3 separate regions of the Macaca mulatta genome follow, and regions 2 and 3 are each linked to region 1. A link is a contact called in public Hi-C data. All regions are on one chromosome and are shown on one strand. Each heading gives the region's core, a stretch centred on a gene start, on an enhancer-like site or on the middle of the called end of the contact. The rest is flanking DNA. Distances are from core to core; before and after follow the strand shown. Region 1 holds the start of PNRC1 (proline rich nuclear receptor coactivator 1). Region 2 holds the start of PM20D2 (peptidase M20 domain containing 2). Region 3 holds the start of SRSF12 (serine and arginine rich splicing factor 12).

Region 1 (2,904 bases), core at 281-2,780:
CCTGTTTCCCCAGCTGTAAAATGGGGATAAAATATAGTAGTGTCCCTCTAAAAAGAAGCTGAGGCAAAATTAGGCCAAGCTTGAGGACCGCAACCCAGGACCACAGGTTCAAGCTGCCCTGAATATACACTCGGATTAGCAAGTTACAAGTAAGTTTCTAAAGGAAAAGAGGCAGCTTCTAAATTGTTTACCATGAATGTGTATGTTTACCATACAATATCATGGGCTATTGACTAGCTATACATTCTTTGTTATCTTAAATTCCAGAAACATAAAGATAATGCGTAGGCAGCTAAACAGGAACAAAATGCCTTTAAACAATTGCCCCAGGCATTAGTAGTGAAATGAATAGAATGACAGCCTGCCTACTTCGCAGAGCTGAGGTCTGATCTATTTTTCTTAGTACCTATTCATAAGAGTTGTTGTGAGGTTAAAGTGAGACAATTTATGTAAATAACAGTTCCTGGAACATAAATGCTTGATAAATTATGGCCACAATTCTTTTCTGTGGTTGAGCAGTGCGGGGAGATCATGAGAAATTTCTATCTACACGCAGCTAACAAAATACTCTGTATATTGCAGAACTGTTTCACTTTCTCCCTTTGAGATGCAAGCCGGATTGCCGCCTCCTCAAGTAACCAGGCACAATGTTGCGATCCCAAAGTCTCACAATCCTTCAACTATGAAGTCAGTAAAAACTCCAGCTTCCATTTATGGATTTACGCAGAACTTTTTATACATTGAGGGACTAATTCAATCAGTAAGTCGCTTTGATTTTTACTCTGATCACCGGGACTAATAAGCAGCGATGCCGAACCAAGTAAACGAAAGAATCGTGAGCCACACTTCAGTAGATATAATTTAAATGTAGACTGATTTTCTCCACGATTGCTAGGGAAGAAATCCTTACGGCGTACTTAGAAATCTTTATTTTAAAATGATAACGCTGTTATGTTGGGCTGAAAATAAAACGGATACTTCCCCAAGGTCAGCAGCGGAGGCGGCAACCGTGGCCTTGCCAGAGTCGTCCCCCTCTTCTCCGCCCCCGTTCTTCCTGCCGCCCTCCCCCTGCCCCCTCCCTTCCCCACCCCCATCAACAAACTCCGCCGGGACCTTTCAATCCCACCACTCCCTAGCCGGGCGAAGCGCGGGGGCGTGCTGGGGAGGGTAAGGAGGGTGGGGCGGAAACCCAATTTCATTGTTCCCGGGACCGACTCTTCCCGAAAGAGCTCCCTGGCAGCGCCTGCGCAGTGCGCGCTCTTTGTGCCAGGCTGCAGCAAGCTGGTTGTTTGTGTGTGTCTACCCAAAGCGGCGGAGGCGGAGCGAGGGGGCGTGGCCTGCCTTGTCGCACTCTGATTGGGCTTTCGCAGGGAAGTGGGCGGGCGCGGGGCGGAGCTTCCGATAACAACACTCGGAGCTGGGGCTGTGGCTATTTGTTGCTGCGCCGCCACCGCCCGAGTCATGTTCCGCGATCTTCTCTGGCTCTCCTAGCAGCATCCATCGCCGTCACCCTATTTTCACTGGCTTCACCTCCTTCTCTCCTCGTTGCTGAGCGACAAGCTTCCTAGCGCTATGACCGTCGTCTCCGTCCCGCAGCGGGAGCCGCTCGTCCTGGGTGGCCGCCTTGCGCCGCTTGGCTTTTCCTCCCGCGGTTACTTCGGGGCCCTCCCGATGGTGACCACGGCTCCGCCTCCTTTACCCCGGATCCCGGACCCCCGGGCACTGCCCCCGACCCTCTTCCTCCCTCACTTCTTAGGGGGAGATGGCCCGTGTCTGACTCCGCAGCCTCGCGCTCCAGCAGCTCTGCCCAACCGCAGCCTCGCCGTGGCGGGAGGCACCCCTCGGGCAGCGCCGAAGAAGCGGCGAAAGAAGAAGGTGCGGGCCAGCCCCGCAGGGCAGCTGCCCAGCCGCTTCCACCAGTACCAGCAGCACCGGCCGAGTCTGGAGGGCGGCCGGAGCCCGGCGACCGGCCCGAGCGGAGCAGCGCAGGAGGTTCCGGGCCCGGCCGCCGCCTTGGCCCCGAGTCCTGCAGCCGCAACCCGCACGGAGGGAGCCAGCCCCGACCTTGCCCCGTTGCGGCCCGCGGCTCCCGGCCAAACCCCGCTCAGGAAAGAAGTAAGGGCTGCCAGCGGGCCTTTGGGGAGTCGGGCCCTTAGACGGTCGCGGCTGAGCTCTGGGGCTGCAGGTCCTGCACCGGGGGGGTCGGACGGGTGGGGGCGGGGTGGGGGGGCGGCTGTTTACTCGGGAGGGAAGTTTCCGTGACGCCCTCTCCATTCTTGCTTTGGGGGAAGAAGGGGGAAGGGGAGGCATGCGCTGGTGCTTCTGATTGGCTCCCAGGAGTCGGCCAATGAGAAGCGCCGCTGCGCCCCAGCAACAGCCCCGATTTAGAAGGCTGGCGGCGTTCCAGGGGGTTTCGGCGTTCCGGGCGCGCGGCGGTGTGGGGGCAGGGACGGGGCCCCCGGGAGGGCTGACGTCAGCGCGCGCTACGTGCCCGGCGCTACGGCGCCCATGAAGGAGGCGAGGCCGGGTGTGGGCGGCCAGGGAAGGACGGGGCCCCGCTATCGGCCTCCCGGCTGTCGAGAGCCCCAGTCCTAATCGGTGAAACGCGGAGACGGATTCTGACGTCCCGCCGTGGGGGGTGGAGTGGGCTCTGAGCAGCTCGGTTTCGTTTGGAGTTGTGCCGAAATATGAGGTGCCCCGTGTGGGACGCGCAGTCCAGCTGGGGCTCTGCCCGCCGCGGGCTTGACCTACTTAATGGTTTCTTCTAAGTTCGGAGTTGGCAGGAGCCGCACAAAACTGATTTTATTACCGTTGCCACTGTGTACTTCGTGTTAGTGTGTCCAGAAGAAGTTTTCAGAAGAGTTAGCGACTGCTGATTGCAGTGCTATTGGATTAGAATAAAAT
Region 2 (2,904 bases), core at 227-2,726, 56 kb after region 1:
CTCATAGTTTGCTGTGAGGATTAAATGAGTTAACACATGCTAAGCCCTTGGAACAGTGCAGTGCCTGGCACAGAGTAATTGCTCTACAAATGTCATACTGCTTTTGCTCTCCAATCCCCCCACCTTTTTTTTAGCCAACTAACTGAGCAGGATAATATTGAATCTCGTGGATACAGGGGAAATTTTCGTCAGCAGAATACCAGAGAAAGATTTATTAAGTATCACCAAGGGGGCCCAGGAATTTAATAACACATTTGTTGTTTTTAGAGCTGAGTTTTTGTTAGAGTGTTAACTGAGAAAGAAAGTGTTTGCAGACGCAAATGGAATGTGACATTTACTCTGGTATTATTAGCATATAGAGTAGTAAAAACAGTAGTTGATAGTCTTCCTGCATGTTAGTTTCCTTTAGACTTATTTTCAAAATATACATTTGGTTTATCACAACATATTGTGTCCCACTTAACATAGTTGAGACAAATTAAGGAAAGATGATAGGGTATGAAGAGCTGATAGAAGCTTTTAATATGTGGGAAACCTCAGAATATAAACATCTACAGTGTTATTAATAGGCATATCGTCAACAACAGTTTTTCAGACTTTGTGCTTCACTCTGGAGAAAAACAAGAGCATCACATCTTGAATTTTTTCATTGGGTAATTAAAAAACCCAGTTATAATGTAACACCAGCTGAACATATCATGTTAGTGGAGTTCAGCATCAATTAAAATTATTAACGAAACCCGTCATATGTTCCTTTTCAAAGCTGTTCAAGACAACTGTCCAAATCAACAAAACAGTATGAATATTTATTACCATAAATCTTTTAACTCTTTGGTTTTAACTCATTTCAAATTTTTAGTTCTACTCTATTCAAATAAATTATTATATAATAGCTAATACATACCAAGAGCTTACTGCATAATCTAGCTGCTGTTCCAGACAGTAACTAATGAGAAAACTGTAGAGAGTAGCTGCAGCTTTTAGTAATACAACCTCAAGAAGAAAGTGGGGGCAGTACCGAAACTTACGTATAGTACCGTCCTTAGTACAGCATTGACACTGATGGCCTCCTTCAGGAAATACAAACCTGGTGAGGTTTTTAATTACTAATGCTAGAGAGTGGCGTTTTTCCGAGGACTATGTTCCACTTGGTCTGTCTCTGATGGCTATTAACTAATAAAACCGTTCTCATTCTGCTGCTGTGGGAAGTAAGCAACAACGGAAAAGTAAGCGATAATCTTAGAGCATAACTCAGAAGGCCAGAGCAGCCAAGGAGGTGGTAGAGTCCCGAGCCCCGCCTTCTCCACAGCCCCCCCAAAAACCCCACAGCGGGGCAGAGCGCCTGGCAGGGTGCCAGCGGCCGCCAGCGTTTCCCGCGGGGCGCCGGGGGCGGCCCCGGGACTGGAGGCGGCGCCTCGGGAGCTGTGTGGTGGGCGGCGGGCGGGCGTGCTCCGCCGGGGTCTTGGAGGCCGCTGGGCGCGTGCGCGGGCGGTTGCTACCTGCAGCCGAGCGAGGGAGCGAGAGGGCACCGAGAGCAGCTGGCTCGAGCAGCATGAGGCCAGGAGTGGAGCGGTCCGTGGAAGGGGGCGCATACGATGGCAGCTCCGAGCTGGAGCTACTGAAGCTGCGCGCGGCGGAGTGCATCGACAAGGCGGCCGAGCGGCTGGGGGCCCTGAGTCGCGCGATCTGGAGCCAGCCCGAGCTGGCCTACGAGGAGCACCATGCCCACCGCGTGCTGACGCACTTCTTCGAGCGGGAGCCGCCAGCCGCCTCCTGGGCAGTGCAGCCGCATTACCAGCTGCCCACGGCCTTCCGCGCCGAGTGGGAGCCGCCGGAGGCCCGGGCGCCGAGCGCCGCGCCACGCCCGCTGCACCTGGGCTTCCTCTGCGAGTACGACGCGCTGCCTGGCATCGGCCACGCCTGCGGCCACAACCTCATCGCCGAGGTCGGGGCGGCGGCCGCGCTGGGCGTGAGGGGGGCCCTGGAGGGCCTCCCCAGGCCGCCTCCGCCCGTGAAGGTGAGGTGGGGCCCGGGTGCGGGACCCCATCCGACTGCCCGGGAAGGGCGGGACCCTGGTGCGTCCCGCGCGTCTCGGTGCCCTTCCGCCCGTGACAGGTGTGTGCGGGACCGCGGTAAACCTAAGGGCCTCGCCTCTGCGCAGGAGCAGAGCTGAACCGCCAGTCAAAGTCGGTTCGCGTTGCTGACCTAGCAACATCTTGCAGATTATTGTTTCCTCCTCTCTCGTTGTAAACAGCTCTGCTGAGTTGTTCCCTTAGGAAAGAACTTACACCCAAGCCTGGTGTGTATTACGGGTTATTTTTGGTAACTGAGAGGCCACCGCAATTTGCTGACAAGGTTGTGCCATCAATCCCAGAAGGAAATAACTTTTTGTAGGGAATCGTACGGCCCCTTTTTATTCGTCTCCAAATCTTTTGTTTGTGGCAGTCCTGGGAAATGTTGTGATCCAAGTCATTGGTATTTAGATAGGAATTTTCAGTCGCTAAACCACCAAACCCCTAGAAGTATACAAATAGAGGGGAAGTGAATGAGCATTATACATAGATGCTTAATATATCCTTAAGTCTTAATTTTTATTTTGTCTTATGATTTTAAGAAATATCTCGTCTTTTTAAACGGGGAAATGTCGTTTATGTTTTTCGTGGGGCAAGTTTAATCCTGTGTTACTCTGTTTTTCCAGATGGTATATTCTACACTGTGAGCTAAGATTCAGTCGTCATTCAGGTTAAGGGGAAAAGAAATGTTTTATTTTCATACTCTTTAGCTCATTTTCCCCAGTGTCGGTAACCTTCCTCTTTTATCCTAACACTACATCTTTTGTGGCTTTTTCACTTTAGTTGCCTTCTCTTTTCTGTCTCTGGGGGCTTGTTTTTGTATTTGTTAGGT
Region 3 (2,904 bases), core at 166-2,665, 37 kb after region 1:
GGGCACGGTGGCTCACGCCTGTAATCTCAGCGCTTTGGGAGGCCGAGCTGTGCGGATCACTTGAGGTCAGGAGTTGGAGACCAGACTGGCCAACATGACGGAACCTCGTCACTACTAAAAATACAAAAATTAGCCGTGTGTGGTGGCATATGCCTGTAATCCCATCTACTTGGGAGGCTGAGGCAGGAGAATCGCTTGAACCCAGGAGGCAGAGGTTGCAGCGAACCAAGATCGGGCCATTGCACTCCAGCCTGGGGGACAAGAGCGAGACTTCGTCTAAAATAAAATAAAATAAAATAAAATAAAATAAATAACTAAAAAATAAAAAATACGTAACATTTATTTACTTCTCAAAGGTAAATTATAATACTTATCGCAGATGAGTATGGAGTCAAGAGCTCCATATATCTGTACCTGTCTAATCAGTCCCAGGTAAATCACTACAACGCTTAGCTTCCGCTCTCCCTTATATACAATAAAACAGTACTGCATAGGTATAAAGGTTGGGGGAAGTAAATGAAGTAAGCCCAGTGAAATGAAAATGTCTATTAACACAGTTCCCTCTCCCCTGCCCCCAATTTCTCCAGCTCCATTAAGGAAGGAAGTGCTATATGAAGAAGTCATTCCTTAATATGTGTTCAGACACTCTGTAGACAGAATTCTCAAAAGAGGGGTAGGGCATCAGGATCAACCAGGTGAGTCTACCCTCAAGCCATTAAAAAGGGTGTTAATACTAGACTCAGAACTTTAAAAGAAAAACGCACCGATCTCATTCATTGAAGTTATTTTTTGTGTGCAGAATAAAATTGTGTGAATAAAATGCAAGCAGCACCGTAAGTAGACCACAACCGGGGGAAAGAAACTGTAAGGCCCGAGTACGCATTATGGTACAGTACGTTCTCACCAGCTCCAATTCCTCTTCATCTAGGAGGGTTGGAAGCGCGGTTTTATCAGGGCACGGCGACAAAGGGGCTGAAACGCGGGCACTCGCTGGAGCGCAAACCCTCCCGACTCGAGGCGGGGAGAGATCTGGGCTCCGGAGAGGAGCGCCCCGTGCCCCACGGCCCGCCGGCTGCGGCGCTGAGGCGCGGAAAGCGGCGCGGGCCCGGCAAGCGATGTGCGCGGCGCCGGGGCTGAAAGCTGGCCGAGAGGGCGGAGGCGCGAGTCCCGCCCAGGCCGCGGAATAGTCCGCGGGCTCACACCTCCCCCGGGGAGGCGCCTCCGCCGGCAGCGCAGCCTAGGCCCGCGGGGAGGCTCCGCGCAGCCCCGCCGGGCCTCGGCCGGGCTCCGCGGCGCGGCCGTTACCTCGCCCCTCCTCCGAGCCCCCAACCTGCAGCCGCGGCCGTTCACCTGGTGGCATCCGCGACGTTCCTGATGAACAGGGAGGTGTTGGGGGGCCTCGTGTAGCGAGACATGACCGCTTCCTCTGTTCCCTCCGGGTGTGCCAGCGGCCGCTAGTCTCGCTCAGTCTCCCGCTACCGCCGCTGCCGCCACAGGAGCTCCGCCGGCCCCCGGCGCGACCCCCACCCCTCGGCCTCAGCCCCGCCAGCGCGCAGCCGCAGAGGCCGGCGCAGGGGGGGCGCAGCGCGGCGCCAGCCTGGACGCACGGGCCGGGGGCGGGGGCGGGGCCGGCGCGGCCCGGGGACCGCGGGAATCCCGAAGACAGGAGCGTGGCCGTTCCGAGGCCCTGTGGGATCCAGGTATGGAGGGTCCTGGAGTGCGACGGGATTTGGGGAGGGGGCGGCGGGGGCTAGTGTATGTCAGGAGGGCGGAAGCCAGAGGGGGCTTGGGGCCGCGGCGGGGACGTCGGGGGTTAGAGGACCCAGAGGTGGTGGCGGGGCTGCGGCTGGGCGGAGGTGGGGGCGGTAAGAGCCGCGTTCAACCGCGCCCCCGCCCAACCCCCTGGGCTCTCAGCGCATCGTCCTCAGCCCAGGACCTTGGCAGTTGGTAGGCCTCCTGCCCCTTTGGTCTTGAGCTTTCAGCTTTCCAACTGTGAGGTCTCGGTTTTGTTCGGATTTGTTTTTTAATAGAGACGGGGTCTCGCTGTGTTGCCTAGGTGGTCTCGAACTCCTGGGCTCAAGCCTCTCGTGCCTTGGCCTCCCAAAGTGCTGGGATTACAGGTGTGAGCCACCGCGCCTGGACTGTTGGATTTTTAAGTATTACATGATTCTTCATCCTTTATTCACTTGGGACATAACACTCAGCTGTGAGTACATTCATTCAAATGTTTATTGAGCGTCTACTATGTACCAGGCACTTAGCGTGGGATATAGCAATGAACAAACAGGCCAAGCCCCGCCCTCAGAGCTTACTTTCTAGAGAGGGGGACAAACGAATGTACAAATGAATACATGATGTAGGAGACAGCAGTTAAAATGCGGGGACAATTAAGCAAAATTTAAATTACCCTCTCCCCATTCCCCCAAAATGTTGTAGCCCATTCCCTTCTAGTTAGACTCTTGTGTTCGCTTTGCTCCTGTGGCCTGCAGGCACAGCCTGTTACTCAGCGCTGGCACTGTAACCAGGCAACTCCTGAGTGTGAAGAGTACCCCTTTTCGCTCTCTGAAGTGGTAGGCTTTGAAGAATACATGTCACGGTCACCCTTCTAGCTCACAGCCCTCCCAGAGGCTGTGGAGGTTCCTCAGTCTGCAGCTGTACTGGAACGGTGGCTATTCTTTCATTCAGAAGGGATTGCTTTGGCACTGCAGGCACAGGGCTAGACTGGCATCGTGCCTATTCCCCTGGAGCTTAGAATTTGGTAAGGAGGCAGAATCTAACAGTCACACTGGTAAAGATACAGACTATGATACAGGGCTATGAAAAGAACTATATGCTGCTGAGAGCGGGCATTGTGGGATGATGAGCAAGGCTAGAGGGTCACTTCTGTTCCCTGAGCAAGTCTTG

The links. Hi-C and Micro-C count contacts between places; a contact is called where the count stands out from the background.
Region 2: a contact with region 1 is called in a Hi-C map of cortical neurons, with 4 times the contacts expected there. The contact joins the promoter of PM20D2 here to the promoter of PNRC1 in region 1. A contact is called at or near these places in 3 of 14 Hi-C or Micro-C datasets (blood, cortical neurons and fetal cortex germinal zone).
Region 3: a contact with region 1 is called in a Hi-C map of fetal cortex germinal zone, with 1.7 times the contacts expected there. The contact joins the promoter of SRSF12 here to the promoter of PNRC1 in region 1. A contact is called at or near these places in 2 of 14 Hi-C or Micro-C datasets (blood and fetal cortex germinal zone).

Annotation. Positions count from the first base shown.
Region 1 is chr4:96,906,145-96,909,048 of T2T-MMU8v2.0, reverse strand. PNRC1 (proline rich nuclear receptor coactivator 1) reads left to right here and starts at 1,530. Exons shown (of 2, transcript NM_001266366.1): 1 at 1,530-2,115. The coding sequence starts at 1,573.
Region 2 is chr4:96,850,482-96,853,385 of T2T-MMU8v2.0, reverse strand. PM20D2 (peptidase M20 domain containing 2) reads left to right here and starts at 1,476. Exons shown (of 7, transcript XM_001095121.5): 1 at 1,476-2,017. The coding sequence starts at 1,553.
Region 3 is chr4:96,868,532-96,871,435 of T2T-MMU8v2.0, reverse strand. It overlaps SRSF12 (serine and arginine rich splicing factor 12), which reads right to left and starts at 1,415. Exons shown (of 5, transcript NM_001195585.2): 1 at 1,351-1,415. The coding sequence starts at 1,415.